2 separate regions of the Sus scrofa genome follow, and region 1 is linked to region 2. Evidence: chromatin contacts called from public HiChIP or PLAC-seq data. All regions are on one chromosome and are shown on one strand. Each heading gives the region's core, a stretch centred on a gene start, on an enhancer-like site or on the middle of the called end of the contact. The rest is flanking DNA. Distances are from core to core; before and after follow the strand shown.

Region 1 (4,796 bases), core at 1,505-4,004, 95 kb after region 2:
TACCATAGAGAGCATTTTCCCGGGATTTGCAAGCCAGCATATGTTAATGAGGTCTCTGAACACAGTTGCATTGGTTCCCATCATGTATTCCTGGTCCCCTCTTCAGCAGAACTTTATGGTATGTATTGAAAGCACCATGGTGATTGTTTAAACTGAATGATTTTTTCTTTTTTTAATGTTGTTGTGCTGTTGTCAGGATATACTTAACAAAGCTTGGCCATGCAGGGCAGAATGTTTTTGTAATTTATTTACTCTGAAAAACACATGTTGCAAGTTGCTCTAACTTGTTATATTTTGTGCTCTCTGAAGTATGCTTGCGAATTGATGCTGGGTTTTTTTTTTTTTGGCTTTTTGGCTTTTTGCTATTTCTTTGGGCCGCTCCCATGGCATATGGAGGTTCCCAAGCTAGGGGTCGAATTGGAGCTGTAGTCTCCGGCCTACGCCAGAGCCACAGCAACGCGGGATCCGAGCCGCGTCTGCAGCCTACACCACAGCTCACGGCAACGCCGGATCGTTAACCCACTGAGCAAGGGCAGGGACCGAACCCGCAACCTCATGGTTCCTAGTCAGATTCGTTAACCACTGCACTACGACGGGAACGCCGATGCTGGTTCTTTTTTGAATGAAAGAGGCTGGGCAAGACTCCAATTTTCCCTTACTACCTTGGCCCAATTATGTGCAGTTAAATGCAGTCTAAATCAGACACTTCAGGCTTAAGCAGGTTGACAACTCCCTGCTGATGGAGCAATCCTTTCTTAATCCCCTAAAGGCAAGATGCTATGAAAGCAGCTGAGATAACAGAGGCACACTTGGACCTACAATCCTTTCATCTGGGCCTTTATGCTGACTCCTACTAGGATTGTTTGTGGTCCTGATAATCAGTCCTCTTTAAATACTGCCATTGCTTATAATGCCTGGTGACAGAGAGCAGTTCTGCTGACTAGAATAGGATATAGGTTTATATTCATCTCTTAGAATAAAACTTCAGGATGACTTTACTTGATAGTTGGAGATCTAAGAATGATTGTATTCTCTGCTGAACCAAACCAAAAAAAAAAAAAAAAACAAATTCCATTAGTATTGTTTATTGCCAGAAACTATACATAGCTCATACTGTAGTTGACTTTAGGTTTCCACTGAGTGTGAGTGACATGAATTGTAATCATAATTTTTTATAATGATTACAGGAAGTTAGTCTTTGAATATACAGACAGTTTATGGTAGACAGTTTCAGTTCTAAATATTCCAGTTATATTGCAGATTATGCTCCTGGAAGCCTTCCTTGTCATTTATCGGTCTCTCTACTTATGAGAAGAATTAGAATTGAACACCTTTTAGACTGTAGTTTACGGGTATTTGTACCTATTTCACAATGATGTTTGTTGGGTAAAATGATGTAATCGATGGGATCACTGTGAAAAATAAATCCAATTCTAGGTGTTGGTGGAAATACCATTGTTAGTATCCAGCTTAACATTTAGTAGTTAATATTCTCAAGTTGTAAAACTGACTTTTTTTTTCTTCTACGAGTAGCATCATCCTCTTCCATGTGAGATTTTGTTGGCAAAACAAAATGGCCAGTCTTTAGAGTGCAGTTAACTGTGTAACAAAAGGCATCTTCAGGAGATTTAACTGGCAAAAAAAGTCTCAGCAAAGGTTCTTTAAAGAAGAAAGAGGAGATGCACAGTGGCTTCATGGAATGAATCACATCTGGTTTGATTTCAGGTAGAAGATGAGACCGTTTTGTGCAATATTCCCTACATGGGCGATGAGGTGAAGGAAGAAGATGAGACTTTCATTGAGGAGCTGATCAATAACTACGATGGCAAAGTCCATGGTGAAGAAGGTAGTAGGGTTGGGCTCTTTGAGAAAACTTTGATAGGATGGTACCTCTTGTTTGTGCATCCTCATCTTACTTTTATCTGCTTCTTCATGGTGTACACAGGGAAGAATATTTCAATGTCATCACATGACTGAGAGTAAAAATTTTTATATTAAAAGTACCCCAGTTAAATTTTGTTTTTTGTCCTTTTTTTTTCCTCCTTTTGTCTTTTTTGGGGCTGCAGCTGAGGCCTATGGAAGTTCCCAGGCTAGGGGTCAAATCCAAGCTGTAGCTGCCAACCTAGGCCACAGCCACAGCAACGAGAGATCTGAGACACATCTGTAACCTACACCACAGCTCACAGCAATGCTGGATCCTTAACCAACTGAGCAAGGCCAGGGATCGAACCCTCAACCTCATGGATACTAGTCGGATTCATTAGCACTGAGCCACAACGGGAACTCCTGTTTTTCTTCTTTTTAAGGCTGCACCCATGGCATTCGGAAGTTCCCAGGCTAGGGATCTAATCGGACCTCCAGCTGCTGGCCTATGCCACAGCAACACAGGATCCAAGCCTTCTGCAACCTACACCACAGCTCATGTCCGCGCTGGATCCTTACCCCACTGTGCGGGGCCAGGGATCAAACCAACGTCCTCATGGATACTAGTCAGGTTCGTTCCTGCTGAGTCATGACAGGAACTCCATCATTAACTCTTGAGTCAGCCTTTTTGTGACTGGGGAGGGCCTAGGAGACTAAAGCAAAAAGCGACATAGGGGTTTATGTACAATTTCAAAAGCAAGTTGTTTGTATTTAGCTGTAGTTTTAGAGAAACTGTCAGCATGTAAGAAGGGAGAAATTGCAGAGGGCCTCTCTTGGATTTGCAGACCAGCAGCCTCACCTGCTCTTTTGACAAACGGTGGGTGGTGGTGTCATGCTGTTCAAATACATTATTTATACACAGTGCCCCCTAGTGTCAGAGTCTTTATCCTAATCGTAGATGTAGTATGATTTTAGAAAAAAGTGCTGTCTTTTGATTTAGAGAATCACTGTTGACCTCTGGATAGCAAAACCAGGTACATTTTCACTTTTATCACTCTTTCTCTGTCACATTTGTATTGTTGGCACAGTTTTACGAGATTTTTGGGCCATAAATACAGGTTGATGTATTACTGAGGAAGTGAAGCCCCTAGAAAGAATGAAAGAATGAAGTCCAGAACTGGATTCCCCACTCTAGTCAGCTGAACTGTTGCAGTTGTAAGAGCCAATCAAATTATTGCAATTCCCTGGTTGTCTATATAAAAATATACACATGTTATCTATCTGGGCCTCAGGAGTGAATACAGGAAAACCTTCCCAGGAGGATGAATAGAGGGTGAAATAACCACTGCTCATCCATCTAATTCTTATGTTTCAGAGATGATTCCTGGCTCTGTGCTGATTAGTGATGCTGTTTTCCTGGAGTTGGTAGATGCTCTGAATCAATACTCGGATGAGGAGGAGGACGGGCACAATGACAACTCAGATGGAAAGCAAGATGACAGCAAAGAAGATCTGCCAGTAACGAGAAAGCGAAAAGACATGCTATTGAAGGTGAATAGCACGACTTCCTTATTCCACTTGAAAGTGACAGGGAGAGGTGAGGAGGCAAACACAAAAGCTTTATTGCTTATTAAAGGCTATTGGTATTTCTCATGGGGCCATTTAAAAGGAAAACATGTTCATTGACTCATGGCTTAAGATAACCGTAACCTGGCTGAAGAGGAAAGTAGGAGAACTTAGAGAATAATCATTGTTCATTTCTAATCATAAAAATCGTGTGTTTGGGAGTTACCACTGTGGGAAAACGGGTTAAAGATCCAGTGTTATCTCCGCAGCAGCTCAGGTCACAGCTGCAGCTCGGGTTTGATCCCTGGCCCAGGAACTTCCACAGGCCACAGGTGCAACCAAAAAAAAAATTGTGTGTTTAGAAAATACGGATAGTTATAAAGAAGAAACCAAATTACCCTATTATCTTGCTACCAGAAATAACCAATATTAATATTCTTCTAGACTTAAAAAATGTAAGTATATACACATATATATGTTCACCTAAAATGTATACAGTGTTATATATCAATTTTTTCAAGTATATATGTAAATCAACATGCATGTATTGGTATATATTAAATTGGTATTGTGCCACATTTATGTGTGTATACACATACATCGTTTTATATCCCTTTTTATTTAATCTTACATCGTGAACACTTTCCCATGCTGTTTAATTTAAACTCTTCATTTAATTTAGTTATAGTATATGTCCAGAGACACAGTGTCTCTCTCTCTCTTGTTATAACAGAGTTAGAGAATCAGTCTTGTTCTTCAGCGTCAGCATTACGGTGGAGTTCTTCTGTACTCAGATCTCTCCATGAAACTTCTGGTTTCACCTCCAGATTCTGTCTTAGAACATGGATTTTGTGGTTAACATGTAGATCACTCTGAGTTCCTTATTTACCAGTAGGCTATTAAAGAGATCCAGGTAGCACTGAGCTTCCGTATGTATTCCTAAATAGTCAATGGTTAGGTTACAGAGCAGCTCTAATCAAAATGCTGTGACGAAAGGAGAAAGATCCAAAAGCTTTGTGTGCCTGTTCTGGTTGTTGCCCTCAGGGGCTTTTTATCATTTCCAATTCAGGCAACAAAAAGAGTTCCAAGAAGCAGTTTCCAAACGACATGATCTTCAGTGCGATCGCCTCCATGTTCCCTGAGAACGGCGTCCCGGATGACATGAAGGAGAGGTAACGAGCACGGCCCCCAGAGGCCGCATAGAGTACCTGGCAAAACTTTCATACAAGCTTGGTTTTGGTTAATAAAAAGCCTTGTTTATGGTAAGTGCGTTATGATTTGCCCACACTGCTGATTACCTCTGAATGGCCGTTCCCATATTAAGGGCCATCGTTTGTTGGCTTTTGAGTAAATCTGGGCAGAGACGT
Region 2 (5,220 bases), core at 1,267-3,766:
CGGAGCGGCTGGGCAGGGGAAGCCTCTCTAACTTTTGTCAAATAACCGTAAGCCCAGTACCTCAGGCTCATTTCATTCCAATCAGTCCCTGCTTTTGCCGCAACTGCAGTGCTGAAATGCCGCCCTCTTGCCACTTTGAGCTTCACGTGGCGGGGGGGCCTCCCTTCCCTCTGGCCCACCGCTGTTCCCAAGTCTCATCCCCTGGGTACTCACCTGCCACATCCAGGTCCAGCTTGAAGTGGAAGGCGTGTGTGTGCACCGCCCCCAGCACTCGCTCCCCTACTCGGTTCCCAAAGAGGAGGCTCTCCTCTCCGCTAAGGAAAGCTGTGTTGATGTAGCCCGTGGCACGGACCCGCCCTTCAAGTGCCCCGTTTGGGTGCAATACAAAGTCCCAAATGTAGTCATAGTTGCCTACGGAGGATACAGACCTGACTACAAGGGCTGAGCCAGCCAAACCACCATAGAAATGACTCTGAAGGTGATTGTGGTGCCTTCGGAGGGGTACCCCCTGGGCCTCCTCGAATACACACACAGCCCCTGGGAGCAGCTGGACTGCCCCTCTGCCCACTAACACGTGGATGTCCACCATGGTAGACTGATAGGGGCAGTCCACTCCCCGCACCAAGCCCCGGCTGTGACGGCCAAGTCCATAGCTGCTATCCAGGTATCGGGTCATCATTGTCTTGGGTGAATCGGCACCATAGATGGATACACATTCCTGGACACTAACTTCATAGGCCACTCGCTCGCCCTTGAACCGAACATCAAAAATCCTCAGGCCACTGAACACCCCATGGCCAAATGTAAATGTCCAGAGGGAGGATGCCACCAGGTGCCCTTGTACACTGTACCGGGAGCCTTGGGGTGAGAACTGAAGAGGGGGAAGAGGCCCGGGGGAGATCCGGGACCGCAGGGATGAGGCCCCATCTGGCAGGGGTAGAGGAACTCTAACCACCTCCAGCCGGCCAGCCTTAAACTCCCATTCCAACTGGCCCAAGTCGGCATAGTAGCGCCCAAGGTAGAAGACCTGCCGGACAGCCCAGCGGACAGGGTCCAGAGCCCTGTGGTCCAGCAGGAGCTCCAGCCCCACAGGATGAAGAAAAATCCCAACACCTGAGATGTTATGGTAGAGGGCCATCCAGGTAGCACGGTCCCCTGAGCGTAAGCCACGAGGGGTGGCATGCAGAGCTGCCAAATTGGAGCCATTGTAGCTGCAGACAGAAGCCAGGAAGACTGGTGCCTTGGGGAGCTCCACCTCTTTCAAATGCTTCCACATCTGGGCGGACTCATTTCCCAGCACGGGGCGTCGGTGGTAGGGCAGGGGGCCTCCGTGACGCTCCACAGTCACATCCCGCACGTAGGAGGGCTGGGGCAGCGGCCCCACCACCAGCTCGGTCACATTGGGCTGGGGTTGTCCGCCAAAGAAGATGATGGCCAGGGCCTCCCGGGCAGGCGGGGGACTCCCCCTGTCCAGGTGGGCCAGGGCTGCCGCCTTGGGGGGCAGCTGCAGCTCCACTGAGAAGATGCAGTTGTCTGCGGGTCGGGCCTGGGCGGCCTCCCCCAGGCCTGGCCCCAGTTTCTGGGTCAGAAAGTTCATCACAGCCGTCAGCTCTTCTCGGCTCAGGTCTGCAAACAGCTGGCTCTGGCCAGGGTGTGTCCAGGGCTGGGCACTGTGGGATACAGAGGGGCAGTGGGGAGGCTGGCTGGAGCCACCTTGGCTGGTCAGCAAGACATAGGCCAGAGCAAAGATGGTAATGAGGGACAGTGCCAGCAACACGAGGACTACCTTGAGGTTCATGGTGAAAGCTGAGAGCTGAAATGAGAGGCCTACCAGCAGCTCCTTCCAGTTACTGACATCAAATCCCAGTTTATATGCAGTGGGATGGAGAGGAATAGAGAAAACTCCGCCCTGTGGGTTGGACAGGAAAATTCTGACCTTGATTTATATCATTCTGCTCCAATTTTCTGTTCTGTGGTTTGGCTCAAGGTATTCCTTCCACGTGCACAGCCTCTCTCCTCCCCCTGAACTCCTCCCAGCAGCATGGTCAGTACCCATCACTATTATTTAGACCAGATTAGAGGGCATTTGTATATACGCTAAACTCTACTTTCCACCCTGAATGGGTCTGAGGAAGAATGCAAATCTCAGGTGCCCAGTCAAGTCCTGGGTGCTACATGCAGACACTCTGTCCATTTTCCTACCTCCTGGCAGGCACTACCCCCAACATTTCCAGGATCCACTGCCCAGTTCAGCGGTAAGCACTGTGTTCTGCCAGCTGCCTAAGGCCAAGCCCTTGATTTGTAGTCTCAGACCACTTGCATGTAGTTGGTGGGAAAGGAGCAGCGAAGGCCTAGGCGCAGCAGTCAGACCTGTACACCAATCGTGGGTTCCTAAGCTGTGTGATCTCAAGGGCATTACTTATCATGAATCTCAGTGTCCTCACCTATAAAGAAGGGATAAAACTTCCCCAGAGATTCATGAAAAGTAAATGTGATCATGCCCAGAATGCTTAGCGCCTGCCACAGGGGAGGTTCAAAAATTGTCAGCGATCTCTGAAACAGAACAGAGCAGATGAACCTCCATTGTTCAAGACCCTAAATCTTTTTCTGCAGAGACAATGGGTACCAGATCATCGGATATGAGAACGCTACTTTGCAAGGTGGAAGTTGAAGAAACTTTATTTCAGAGGGAGCTAGGGTCCTAGACAGCCCTCCAAGTCATTTGAAAACCAAAACCAGGGGTCCCTGGCATCACCTCAAGAAACTTAAGACATTATTCGAAGGGAAGTATTAGTATAAAGTAAAGGAAATGACCGAGTAGGTTGTGCCTTGAACCGGGTGATTCCCCACGCACGGATCTAGAGCAGCCTCTACTGGCAGTTCATGGGTATCGCTGGAGAAGGAAGGAAGGAGCTGGGGTCTTGTGAGGGTAGAAGGCAGCTTAGGTCTGGGAAGAGCTAACTTTCATGTGATTCAGCCTGAACACAAATGAAGGACCCACCCTTGCCTCTTGGGAGGCAGAAGCCTCCATCTTTCCATTATTCCCAAGAAAAGAGGCAGCTCAAATGGTATAAAGACACCCCATAGGGCGGCTGGAGGTATACACATGGAGGTGAGTATCCCAATGTGCACAGAGTACGGGTGTGTCCCTGGCCACCAGAGCATCGCATCAGGGTCTGCGGCTTTAGAAAGAGGTCAAAGTACCTGTATTTTTAATAATTTCTTGACATGGTAAAAGAATTTTACATTACGATCCAAGGGTGGTAAGGTGGGGAGCAGGGGCACTAGAACAATCCAACAAACAAAAAGGGAAACTGAGAAACACATGTTGGGAGGAAGGGAGGGTTTTCGTTGAAAGGGGTCTGAGGGTGGGTAGGAGCACTGCCCAACTAAAATGCAATTGGTTTGTTACTGAGTACTATTCACGGGAAGACCACACCCGAACTCCTTCTCTACAGCGCACTGGGAGTAAAGATGATGCATCCAGGTGGAAATATGATTGGAGGTTGGAAGACAGAGACAAGACAAAGAATAAAAGTCAGAATTAGACACCGAGAGAGTCACCGACAGACTCTCTCTCCAGTGGTGAGAATAAAAAAGTGGGGGTTGATGAGGGTCAACACAAAAGCTGTAACAAGTGATATCTCCAGACGATTCGAGAGATAAGAGGCAACTCTTCTATGGTTTTGACTTGCCCAACAGATGTCCACATACACACAACGTGTACATGCCTACGTGTGCATGCACACACATACACATACAAGTGACTGCTTTCCCTGGAAGCACAACACTATAAATAAGAGAAACATTTTTCCCAACGGGAAAGCCCAGTAGGAGCAGCAGCTTCTGGTCACCCCCACACCAATTTCAACTCGTCCAAAAGGACCCGAGTCACAGAGGAAGGGGCCTTCCCCACTCCCTCTGCTTCTCATCTCTCAGCTGTCTTCCAACCCACCAGCCTCAAGCACCAAGAGGCTAATGTCAGGAGACAATGGGTCCCAGCAGATAAGGACTTAAACAACTATCACCTTCTGAACGGTGTATGTGTGTGTGAGACACAGACAGACTGACAGACAAGGTCTGTGGGTGGGGCAGAGTGGGGGAGGCATCAAGTAACAGAGTCGGAGGGCGCGCATGTACGTGTGTGTGTGTGTGAGATGCACATCTGTGTATGTGAAAATCCTACTTATAAAAATATCTGAAGGAGCTAGGGACTTGGCAGAAGGTCTAAGGTGTTTCTTGTCGTGATCAGGTTCAAGGTGTCATGTATGTGGATGGGAAACCCTAAGTCATCACCAGGGCAACTGTGGCAGGGAGGATCCAATGTCCCACAGAGGCAAGAGATACTAACCTGCCATCAGGAAGAGAGAAGCTGGTTCCCCCATCCAGCCCCAGTTCCTACAAAATACCTAGCACTTTCCTTCAAGTTCCCTCAACTTCTAACCAACTGAACATCAAAGGGAAGAAAACATAAAGCCCAAGACACAGAAGGGAAGTGGGGAGAGAAAACACAAGTAAACTTGTGCCAACATCCTGCGCACACAAACCTGGAGTACTCCAGAAATTAGGACGGGGGTCTGGGGTATGAGGGAAGGAAATAGAAGAGTTCCTGAGGCCTGAAAAAAGAGGTAAACACGTCACAGAACTACATGAGAGTTTCATTAGACTCTAACTAAAAACAGAGAGAGGTGTGATTACTATTTCCAGCCAGTTTCCCCATCACGATAGTCATGTAACAAACCAAGGCAATGTCGGTCTTGAGCCAGACTCACAGAGTCCCCTGGCCCTGGCCCTGGCCTCAGTACAGTGTCTCTGCATTGCTGCTCCGGGGCCGTTTGATCTTCTCGATGTTTTTCAGGATCATGTCATGTAGAGTGACCTGGGAGAAGACGGATCAGGGAATCACACGTCTGTTCTACCCCCACCTGCCTAGGGAAACAAGACAAACCCCCAAAGCCCCCAGCAATCGTTCACATAGCCCTGATCTCACTCGCTTGAACCTGAATTCAGGGTAGCTGCCCTATGACCTCTCTTATTCCCCCAACTGGGCACACCTGGGTATCTCCAAGGCCCCAAGTGTCCAATAACTAACACTTACTAAGCATTTAACACACTAAGAATTGCACCGGGTTCTTTAATGTGTCAGAGATGAAGAAATTGAAGCTTGAGGTTAAACCTGCCCAAGGCCACACATTACAGGCAGAATTGGTTCCAAACCCA

The links. HiChIP or PLAC-seq counts read pairs in DNA pulled down with a chosen protein or histone mark.
Region 1: an H3K27ac HiChIP or PLAC-seq map of alveolar macrophages shows a contact between it and region 2. The contact joins the enhancer-like site here to the promoter of AOC2 in region 2. A contact is called at or near these places in 2 of 5 promoter capture datasets (fetal liver and liver), 6 of 47 Hi-C or Micro-C datasets (fetal skeletal muscle, liver, omental adipose tissue and 2 more) and 2 of 2 datasets of contacts at active chromatin or transcription factors (alveolar macrophages and skeletal muscle).

The regions. Positions count from the first base shown.
Region 1 is chr12:20,119,842-20,124,637 of Sscrofa11.1, forward strand. EZH1 (enhancer of zeste 1 polycomb repressive complex 2 subunit) reads left to right here. Exons shown (of 22, transcript NM_001243206.1): 5 at 1-118; 6 at 1,726-1,846; 7 at 3,239-3,397; 8 at 3,400-3,414; 9 at 4,499-4,601. Among named protein-coding and RNA genes, the nearest start is that of EZH1, 14 kb to the left of the region's middle. Within about 2 kb of position 2,755, at least 3 of the 83 cell types and tissues checked have an H3K27ac peak or open chromatin away from gene starts, as enhancers often do. A contact at or near this core is called in alveolar macrophages, where this site is marked.
Region 2 is chr12:20,025,451-20,030,670 of Sscrofa11.1, forward strand. It overlaps AOC2 (retina-specific copper amine oxidase), which reads right to left and starts at 2,517. Exons shown (of 4, transcript XM_003131393.4): 1 at 214-2,517. The coding sequence starts at 1,798. PSME3 (proteasome activator subunit 3) reads right to left here. Exons shown (of 11, transcript NM_214348.1): 11 at 4,747-4,879. The coding sequence ends at 4,799.